Linked DNA regions of Drosophila melanogaster: regions 2 and 3 are each linked to region 1. Evidence: chromatin contacts called from public Hi-C and HiChIP or PLAC-seq data. All regions are on one chromosome and are shown on one strand. Each heading gives the region's core, a stretch centred on a gene start, on an enhancer-like site or on the middle of the called end of the contact. The rest is flanking DNA. Distances are from core to core; before and after follow the strand shown.

What was found. A called contact is a pair of places that touch in the nucleus more often than the background predicts. HiChIP or PLAC-seq counts read pairs in DNA pulled down with a chosen protein or histone mark.
Region 2: a contact with region 1 is called in an H3K27ac HiChIP or PLAC-seq map of the Kc167 cell line, with 3 times the contacts expected there. The contact joins the promoter of Urm1 here to the promoter of CG7457 in region 1. A contact is called at or near these places in 8 of 107 Hi-C or Micro-C datasets (the Kc167 cell line, the ML-DmBG3-c2 cell line, the S2 cell line and 2 more) and 1 of 6 datasets of contacts at active chromatin or transcription factors (the Kc167 cell line).
Region 3: a Hi-C map of the Kc167 cell line shows a contact between it and region 1, with 2.6 times the contacts expected there. The contact joins the promoter of CG32369 here to the promoter of CG7457 in region 1. A contact is called at or near these places in 5 of 107 Hi-C or Micro-C datasets (the Kc167 cell line, the OSC cell line, gastrula embryo and 1 more).

The regions. Positions count from the first base shown.
Region 1 is chr3L:7,724,562-7,728,128 of dm6, forward strand. CG7457 reads right to left here and starts at 1,912. Exons shown (of 5, transcript NM_001316447.1): 1 at 1,524-1,912; 2 at 1,291-1,462; 3 at 1-1,236. The coding sequence starts at 1,794. The region is part of intron 1 of CG32373; the gene reads left to right. CG8492 reads right to left here. Exons shown (of 1, transcript NM_139894.3): 1 at 3,243-3,567. The coding sequence ends at 3,344.
Region 2 is chr3L:7,638,469-7,642,035 of dm6, forward strand. Urm1 (Ubiquitin-related modifier 1) reads right to left here and starts at 1,978. Exons shown (of 5, transcript NM_206296.3): 1 at 1,936-1,978; 2 at 1,802-1,869; 3 at 1,657-1,738; 4 at 1,548-1,596; 5 at 1,343-1,491. The coding sequence starts at 1,973. The coding sequence ends at 1,423. Pura (Puratrophin-1-like) reads left to right here. Exons shown (of 17, transcript NM_206294.3): 16 at 1-99; 17 at 373-1,105. The coding sequence ends at 569. CG7506 reads right to left here and starts at 3,180. Exons shown (of 2, transcript NM_139887.5): 1 at 2,618-3,180; 2 at 2,330-2,559. The coding sequence starts at 3,115. The coding sequence ends at 2,347. It overlaps snoRNA:Me18S-A1806 (a small nucleolar RNA gene), which reads left to right and starts at 1,249; the gene lies at 1,249-1,326.
Region 3 is chr3L:7,807,861-7,811,427 of dm6, forward strand. CG32369 reads right to left here and starts at 1,965. Exons shown (of 7, transcript NM_001259731.3): 1 at 1,137-1,965.

The DNA of each region.
Region 1 (3,567 bases), core at 662-3,161:
TCGATTAGACGTCTCACCAGTTCCAGATTACCCGATATACACGCCTGATGCAGCTGTGTCTCGCCCTTGTTGTTCTTCTTAATGACAAGGGTTCTATTACCGCGTGTGGTTCTCTGTGGACGTGGTTTCTCAGTCTCATCCAGATCACTGGCATCCGAGTCGGTTAGGGTGGCCAGATCGAAATCGTCGTCCCAGTCGGGAGTATTTTGCTGGACGGCAGTCCCGCCGCCGTCCGATTCTTCTTCATCGTCGCCCACGCTTTCTTCCTGATCCAGATCAATGCCCTTGGCTGTTGCATCCGCCTCCAGATTTTCAACAAGAACTTGCATGTTATGCTTCAGCATTAGCCGCCTCAGTCTGACCATAGCAATCTTTACCAGCTTGTCAGAGCAGCTCCCAGCCTTATCGGCTTGTCGCAGAGCCTTCTGGTAAACATCGTGAACGGTCCAAAAAGGATGTGACTGCTGCTCGCATATCTCGGCAATTGTGCAGAGCGTGGTGAACGCCTCTGAAGGAGCATCCTGGTTTAGCTCAAACTCTTTCCACAGGTACTCCAAGGCCTTGTCAAACTGTCCATTGTCTCGGTATGTTTGATAGAGACTCACATAGATGGGCACCAGGCTTTTGCCACTTTCCTGATTGAGCTCAGCGTTTTCTAACATTTTTTGGTAATAAGTCAGAGCTTTCTCGTAGTTCATCAGATGACAGCAACCGTCGCCGAGTTTCTCGTACAGGCCCTTCAATTTGGCATAGTCTACGGAACTGGTAAGTACCAGTTCATCTAGTGTCTGGCAGACTTTGACTACGATTCTTAGCTGCTTCTCAATATTCACACGATCATTCTCATCCGGCGTGTTTTTCTTGTAAGCCTTGGTAAGTATTTGCTTGGCGCTGGCAAAGTCTCCTGCCTTAATAAGAATCTCTGCCTTGGTGATAAGCGTCTCGCAGATCTTCTTAACCTTGTTTGGAAACCGCTTTGCCACCTCCAAAGCCATATTGCAAAATCGAAGCGCAGCCGTTGCGTCGTTCTTTTTGCAAATGTAGAGCAAGCTCATTGAAATGTAGCACAAATGGGTCAGGTCCCACAACTCATGTGTTTTGCTGATCTTAATGGCTTTGTCGATGTACTCAATGGACTCTTGGAAAGCTTCCATGTGCTCCTTAACTACGCCGATGTTCAGGTAGCAGCGAGCTTGCATATCCAACTGCTCTAGCTTCGAAATCTGACCTGAAAGGCTGTAAAATTGTGTTATGCAACCCTGTATCTTCGTCATAATGATGACAACCTACTCTTTGATCAGCAGCAGGCTGCGAAGAAAGTTCTTCTCGGCCAGTTTAAGTTGCTCCATTGATCCGGAAGCGGAACTGTCCGCCAGGCTCTGGCCGTGCAGAAGATGAACACGTCCCAAAGTGGCATAGGCTCGCTGTTCCTCCACCTGATTCTTTAATCGTTTCGCAATCTCTAGGAATACAGATTTGGCGGATTTACAAGGGGATCCTTTTCTGAAATACCAACAACTCACTCAGGTAATCGTTGATGTGATCCTTTGCTGCATCGTAGTCGCACAGCAGCGTGTACATCTCGCCGACCATCCTCTTGGCCTTGGCCGTCTCCAGTTCCTTGCCCATAGAGGCGTATATCTGGGCCTCCTGGACATATTCCCTGACTGCATCGGTGTATTTGCCCTGCTGGTTGTAGAAGTCGCCCAGCTGGTTGCAACTGACTGCCACCTGATCTCGATTACCATCGCTGCGCGCCTTTTCCTTGCGCTTAAGGTAGCGCTTCTCTTCCATTAAACAGCACAAACAAAAAGGGACAAGGAGAAGAATAAGCAATACAATAAATTTCACAACATTCCAAACATTATATTTTGCGATCGGCGGGAACTAGCGATGAGTAATAACATTTCGATACTATCGATGCTCGTAGAGATCGATACAACAATCGATTATTTCTCTGATTCGATGTCCTGTAAAGAGAATATGGTCACATTGTCGTTATTGATCAATTTTAATAAATTTAAGTGTTTAACCGTTATATTGAGTATATATGAATTATATGCCTAATACTTATACATTCAAAATATAATACTTTTTTCGAAAATTATCTATTATCCATTTACTAGCCAACATGAATTAGAAAAGCCAAATTGTAAGTAAAAATCGAACTTACGAAAGCTTTAAACTGCAAATAGGGACATGTACATATCTTGCAAATCTAGTCGCAAAAGCTTTTTTAAGGGAGTTGTTAAGCGGGCAACGAAAAAACCTATATACATACATATACACACATATGATTGACTTCGGTATACATAGGCTTCGGTTGGTTTGTTTTGTCTTCAGGTCTCTTTTTTGGGAAAGAACTTAAGAACCAGAAAACCTGATCCCAAATTTAGGCATTCTGCAGTATATGATACACTTATGAGTGTGTCGATCCCAGCTTTTAGTTTATGTTGGACAATAAACACATTTGTGAGCAGTATTCATTGAGGTTCTTGTTTGTGAAGTCCACTTTAAACTTCTGAAGTGAACATTTTAAACTTTTTTTTAAAATAAAAGTGAAAAAATAACAGTAAGCCTTTTATAACTGCATTAGAAAAATTTGTAAATGTATAATAATTCTTCTAATTGCTTCACGCTGAAAAAGTCACTACAAAAATAAGTAACCCGACACCAAAAAAGGTAGAACCAAATTCAACAACTGAATATTCTAAACTTTTTTTTTAGATTAATTGATTTTAATTTGCAACCATATAAATATGTTTAAGTTCACCAAGTATGGATTTGATGTGTAGTTAAGAAAACTTAAAGGTTTCTGCGCTTGTAATTAACACTGTGAATACGAAATGCGCATTCTTTTAGGCGTTTTCAAAACGACTCTTTCAAATAACTCGACTAATTTCAAATACATATAACCAGACCGTTATGCCTAAAAAGTAATATGCAAGTTGCTGAAATGAAAGAACATTTTTGGGAAAAATTCAAAACACGTATTCTTTGGCTTTGTTGATGTGCTAACTCGGTTTTTGTGCTAACAAGATTTGGCCAAAACTGGTTGTCAAAAATTAATCAAAGCTGTTTAAGACCACGGTTCAATCGCACTTGACGACATTCGGCGCGTTGTCAGCTTTGCCCGCCAACCAGTCTCTGAAATTGAATTAATTTTCGTAAATTTCGCATTCGCATGGTTTTTATTTTTATTTTATTATCTAAATCCTATTTATAAGGCTTATGGATTAATTATGCATGAGTATTCTGCCATTAAGTTTAGCATATTGCTGGTTACATCGATCAATACCGTTTATTTACAATTCTCGAAACTGTCACACTAATGGAAATCCCATTAGTTTTTGTTCCAATTCAGGTATACATCAAAGGCACTTTTTGGCCTACTTGTAGTGTTCCTATTTTGACCAAAGTCGTAAGAAAGCACGGTTTTTGCTCCCGTTTTAACCTTGTTTTCCTGATATTTTGCATAATATGGACTAATGGTAGTTTGATTTTGATTTACAGCTAATGTGGAAGCTTTTTGATTTGTTGTTGTTGTGGTTTTCTCAAACTTAGCCT
Region 2 (3,567 bases), core at 728-3,227, 86 kb before region 1:
GCAACACTTCCGGAAACGGAAATGGCAACGGAAACGCATTCAGGAGCAGCAAACGAAACCACAAACGATCGACGACCATTGTCAGCCAACTGTCCATGGGTATAGAGCTTGAACTGTGCTACTTCTTCTAGGCCCCCAGATGCATCCCGTAGCTAGTAGTTGATCCCTGTACATAATCTCGAAGAACACCCCAGTATTACTGTATATAATCCCCCACCAACACCAACACAAACACCAAAACCTAACCCGTAATCCGTGCCTGTCCGTGTGCTGCATGTTTTTAGATCCATGTTATATGTTGTTGGCGCTTTGGCGCCACCTGTTCGAATCCGAAATATAATATCCAATATGTGTAAATATCCCCCCATTCAGAGAGCGGCATTGTCTCGGACATGTGCGTTACCCCGGATCAGGAACAATCGGCGGCGGAGAGCAGCCGAAGCAGTTGGTCCACATCAACGACTGGAGCATCCGGAGCTTCAACGACGAGTGCATCCACGGTAATCCTGCGGCGATATCGATCCTACGCCCACGCAGCGGAGTCCGCCAGTCCGGAAAGCGGCAAATAGAGGAGCTCCTGGAGCATCGCATCTAGATATAGTATAAATCCCCATTAATAGCTTTAGCAGAACGGTTTCATCGGATCCCATGTAGTATCATCGTATTACGTTCGATCGCTAATTTTATTTCATTATTTTTGTTATTTATTATTTATTACATTTTTAGTTTTCGTTAATTTGTCATAGTCGCTGCTTTTCGTTTTGCCTTGTTTATCGGAAAAATCAGTCGAAATTATTGAATTCAGCGTGTCAATGTCGAAGCAAGTTTCATACATATCTAGTTCTTAGTCCACACAATCGAACGATCCGCACCACACACACACAGAAATCGATGGGAGCCATGAGCAGCACCCGAAAAAGGGGCGTGGCCGATGCCCAACATATCTGAATCGAACTTCATTACGTACAGTTAGTTGATATGTAACCTAAGTGCCTATAGTTAAAATAATCGTAAACGAACATTAAAAAAATATATCTATACTTCATAATAACTCGATAAATAATTTTAAGCGAAAATTTAAATTCAATAAATGTTGCTTCAATGTAAAACTAACGTGTTGTCCTTACTTCGAATTACCCGCCAAACCGCATCTGGATTGTTCTATTTTTAACTTCCCTACAATTCCCAAGTGCTTGTTCAATGCTGTGCTTTTATAAATAGCGAAAACCTGCTAGCTTACAATCTCTAGATGATATGATGAAAACTTTACTACCCGAACCATCGTGTGGGCCTTTGCCTCTGGTAAAGGGACGTAATTCTGATTCAGTCAAAAACTGTTTTTGTTTGTTTTTTGAATACAATTTAATGGGTTGTAGTATAAAAATAAACTTTTCTCCTATAATTTAGATTCCAGAACGTTTTTTAACCACCGTGTAAAGTTGATATAAACAACACATTGTCGTTGGGCTGCAGCTCGTAGTCCAGTTCACCCTAGAAGTTGAGTTAATTATAGTTTTTAGAATTCCATATTCTGTACTCTTACTTACCAGCAATTCCCAGTCTGTATCATTTATGAGTACTAAAATTCCAGGTCGCCTGAAAACATACAATAGAAAGTATAGACTATGTATCCCTTATAGTTTAAGCCAAACTTACACAGTATCTCCTTGAAGAAAAAGTTCCGGACGCTCCGTTAAAATATTCGCATGCATCCACTTAAGCAGATTAGCAATAGTCCCTTTAAAATATATATAATTCATAACCGATTTCACTCAAGTTTAAAACATCTTTTAGAACATACATTTTTGTTTACCGTCCAAGTTCAATTCACGGCGTTTTATGTTACCAAATAGTAACTCCGCCCCTGCACTACGAAATTAAATTACAAATTGTCTCATTTATTGGAAATAATAATTCGAACAAGGCTTTATATACCTGAATTCTAATATGATTTTTAATTCCGGCGTGCCCATCATATGTTCGATGTAAATAAATGTGTGACCGCGTCTAAGCTTTTCAAAAAAATCCACCATTCAAAAATAATACCAAATATAGAATCCTAATTTCTAAAAAGTCTGGCAACCACATGCTCTAAACTTCCAAAAATTATTGCATTTTGAAAGAAATTATAATTTGTACGTAAATTTACCTTTACCATTCACCTTCGACGAGGGGACTCAGCATTATAATTATTCCCATTGAGAAACATAAACAGGTGGCATTCCAATGGAACGCTAGGTAAAGTTTTCATTAGCATATTATGATCTGTGCTCTAAGAAGACATTTTACATTTCGTTGTGAATTTATGAAATTAAAAAAAACACGTTATCATAAAGAGCGTTTTTTTTATTGCTTCTCCTCGCTCGTTTTCGACTTTTCAGGATTCGGAGTCAGATCCAGTTTGAAATCGATCGGTTTGTCGTAACCCATTATCTTAACATAGTGCTCGGGATCATCGAAAAGCGCTGGATCCACAAACAGAGGTCGTTTGTTGACCAGAAAAGAGGTGAACATGCCGGGAACCTCCGGAACGACCACATCATTTGGTCGGAAAGTAGTCTAAAAGGTAAATAATATGTACATTGAAGGCAAGCTCTTTTAAATTTGCTCTACCCACCTTGATTTTTTGCAGAAGCAGGGATATTGTGGTGGCCGTGTACTCCTCCGTTAGTGGATTGTAGTGCAGCTCCGTCACGTATTTCTTGGTAATAAAGTGCAGCAGCAGAGGAGTCACAAAGGTGAAGAATCCACCGACGGTGCAGAGGAATACGGCCATTCCAGTTCCTCCGATTTTCATTCCCTGCTCGAGAAGAATGGGCTGGGCGGCCAAGCCGGCTAAGCTGGTGCTCAGCGAAAAGAACTTGACCATTTTCATGCGTGGCGCAAGAGTTCCATAGTAGATCCGCTGCAGTGCATCGTCGGATTCAGTTTTCGTCGACTTCACCGAAAGCCACCTGTTTTGCTGGAAGTTCTGTGGTTGTGACTGCTGTGGTCTTGTCCATGAGGCACTAGTAATGCATCTGCAGTTGTGGGGCAGGGTAATCTGACGGCTGACATTTCCCAGGACAACAGCAAAGTGTTTCCCTTTTGGCAGCATCGCTCGCAGGCCTAACATGGTGTAATTTACTTATTTCAGTAGAAATAAACAGCTGTTTTTGCCGAACGTTAAATAACACGAGTTGCAGTGTGGCCCACACTTGGGCGCTAAAAGAATCCAGAAACGATACGTCTATTCAAAATATACCAACTCTCCTTTTGAATACCGAAACAGGAAACGGCAACATTGCACTGACAACGGAAATTTAAATCGATACTGACTATTTTTACTTATTGATACTAAAAACAAATATTAAAAATTTAAAATCCTAAAATTCTAACATTTCTAAGCTAAAATTAATTTACATTAAACCGACCAATATTACAATCTTATAAGATAAGATTCTCTTTAAAAAATACAAAAATAAAAATTAATAATAATTACACTTGTACTTACCAATTAGGAGCTGATTATTTAACACTTATACATCGATTAAAATTCACTTACACTCACGCTTAAAACGGTAGGAA
Region 3 (3,567 bases), core at 715-3,214, 83 kb after region 1:
GCTGTGACTAATTGGCCCGGTCCCTTTGGGCCTTACATAAGTTCGGTGTAGTGTTTGACTTGGTTTATATAACAACGATCCAGCTGTTTGAAGTCTGGCTTCCTCGATATTCGACTCTGAGTCATGACGAACCTTTTTCGCCCGATGACGTATGCAAATAGGTTTTTCCTCTTTTCGAGCTAACCATATTTTTTCAGCATTTCCCCAACCCCTTTGGCGTTTTTCGTTTTGGGCCAAGTGGGCGAACTGTGTTGTTGCGGCTTGTTCATTGGCAGCAAACGTCGCATAATACTCGTAGTACATTGCGTGTCGTAACGCTAAACGTCAACCGAGTGAGAGGGGCATATGCGGTCGAGGGGGGGAGAGGGAAGGAGCCCAGTTTCTCGCTTTGGTAGCTGACGAATATTGGGTGGTGACCCCGACAAATTGGCGAATCTTTAGTAGATTATCGGGGATTGGAAACTGTTAACCAGAGAATTACGAAAGCGATGACAACGCGACAGATTCAAGGAAAATGAATGAAATGAAAATGAAAAAAACTGACGTTTTTTTTTACCAGTTATATTTTATATACTTTAACTTTGTATATAAAATTTGTGTCAACTATAATTTAACGAGGTTGAATTGTTTATTTTCTTAATTTTACTTCTTTTAAAATTCCCAAATCGTTCTTTCCACCATTTGTTTTTTGCTTATCTGAGCTAATTTATCGCGAAATCGTTAAGATATATATTTTTCCACGGAAGTTTTATCACACATTAAATATAAATGATTATCAAGTGCAGGCCGAATTCAATTGGCCACAGAACGTCAACAAAGCAGCGCGGAAAAAACGCTTAGTAATGCCTTTAAAAATATGGCAACACGTAAGAGCCGCCCCTGCAGTTTTCCCTCCGCTAGACTCAAGCAGTGCACTTTTTGTTTTCACAATCATTGCAGATAGCAAATGAAAAACTGTTTTCCCCGACAAAGAGCGAAAAACTAAGAGAGAGACTTGAATGTGCCAATCTTTGAAAACGCAACTTTGTCGAGCGTTCATTCACATTGAAAACAGAGGCATAGCATGTGGTTTGATGTCGTAACACACACAAAGAGAACCCGAAAGAGTGGCAAAGAGAGCGCAGAAATGGAATTACCTGTCGCTGTTGAACCGCGCCTCCTTGTTTTTCCCCAAAAAAGGGTAGGTTTTTCGCGGGGGGTGCGGCGTGTACTGTTGCTCAAGAATCACACACAGACACACACACTAACACACGAAATTCTCCCTCTTCTTCTTGCAATTTATTTAAAATTTTGTTGTTGTATTTAGTTGTATATATTTTTGTTTGCCAAAAATTTATAGCCACACGCGTGCGAAAAAATCGAATTGGGGAATCTATTCACTCGTGTTATGTGTTGTTTGATATTTATATATATTTTTTTTTTTGTTTTGTAAGAACTTGGAACGGCGCTTGTCCGTCGGCTTTACGTAACCCCGCCGCACACACGGGTTAACTTTTTTTCTTTCTTTCTCGTAAAGGGTGTGCGGCAATTTGGGGGGGGCTGCACTTGGACCCCCTTTTTATATTTTGTGACTAATTTATTTATTTCATTTATTCACACCGAGAAACACGCGAGCGAGCACCTTTATTTTATTTTATTTATTTCTTTGATTACGTTGGCGTTTGTTTTGTAATACGCTTACGTTACGCGACGAGACAGAAAGAGAGAGAGCGAACGCACTGGGCGAAAGAAATAGCGACAACAGCAGCAACGGCGGCAACGTGTTCGAGTGGCTCGGCGATGATTTGCTTATGGGGTGCGCTCCACTTTGTTGCTTTTTTATTTGCCTTTTTTATTATTCATACTTTTTTTTTGTATAATTTTTATTATTTTGCTTTTTGTATTTGTATTACGGCCTGGTTTTTTTTTTCAAACTCTCCCTGCTGTCTGAACTTGCCACGGCCGCTGTTCAACAGCGAATGACTGCTGTGAAAAGTCAGTCGTTGGCTTGGAGCGAAAAATTGGCGCTCTCTTTTGGGGTCGACTCTCTTACGCCTCCGTGGATGTGTCTGTTGCGTCATCGATGTCTGTGCCTTGAGCTCTCTTTGTTTAGCACTTCTCTCTCTGGCATTTTATTTTTTTTTTTAATTTTTGCCGGCAAACCGTCAACTGTCACAACAGGCGACGCCAAGAAAAATGATGGGGCAGCGGGGGCTGCGGTGGGTGATTTGCAAAACTATTGGGTTGGGGGATAGTGGGTGGTGTTGGGGGTGCTAGTTTGCCAGTGGGCGTCATTTATCGTATGATGCGCATTTCCGGCGCCACTCAACAGACTACAGCCATATAAACACCAAGCAAACATCAATAATCACAACAGATACGGTCGATTTTCTGTTACTTAAACTAAATTACATATATAAAATTTTGTAATTTTGTTTAATACGCAAATATAGTTTTTAGATTATGTAAAATAGAATAAAAGCTTACTCAAATAACTTATAAAATTAATAACGAAATTTGTATAACAAAATACACAATAGATTAAACTGTGAAAATATAAGTTGATTAATTCTCAGACATGTCATTACAAGATGTATTAATTTTATAATCCTTAAACAGGTTTTGAAGCTATAGATTTCCTATCCCGATAGAGCTCAGAGTTGTTAAAGTTCGTCTGTAATATCGAATATCTGCGTTTCGTAAGTGTTGTGTGGCTATTACATATTGTTTTGTCATTTAACGCAAATTACGTATACGACGCGTTGACCTCATTTGGGTTGATCAACAAATGCAGTTGTCGACAAACTTGGCTTATAACAACCGCGTATCGCTTCCCCTCCCCCTACTTCCCGTCTTTCTCTTTTGGCTCCGCTTGGCTTGTATTTCAAGCTCAAGTTCAACGTTGTCTGTTAGCGGTTGCCTGCATACTACCAGTTTTCATGCTGCTGCTGCTGCTGCTGCTGCTGCGTTTCCATTAACATTTTGAGTGGCCGTTGTTGTTAACTCATTTTTCGCTTTCGTAAGTCTTGGACAGTATAAAAATATGCGGGGCGGGCGAGTGGAGTCCGCTTATGTTTGAGCATTGCTCGCATTTATTGCAACATTTCCCCATAGGGAAGTAATCGAATTGCTTTGCCTCAGGTCTGGGTCTGGTTTAAGCCTGCATTCAAAAAAAAAACAAAGCTTGAAAGTTTACAGATTAAAACATATTAAAATTAACAAAATTTATTCTAATATATATTTTCAAATTTCTGAGTTGTAGAATCTCAATAATCTTTAATTGTTTAGCAATTAACGTTATTTTAGTAGTACCATATATTTTAATACCATGTACAATTATATAATTAAATTTTGACTGTGTACCGGTTATACAGCTCCCATTTCTCAAATAGTTGGCGCTGCTTTTGTTGTTCATCAACGGAAATTAGCTGCGAGTTTCATGTTTGAAATGTTTATTTTGTAAGCAATATATGAGGAAATTAGTTTCAGTTTTTTTTTTTTGCTTTATTATGTTTTTTGCATAATAGTGTATATCACCGATTTGGGCTTTGGTTCAGCTGAATTTGAAATAGGTGTGTGAAGCTGACA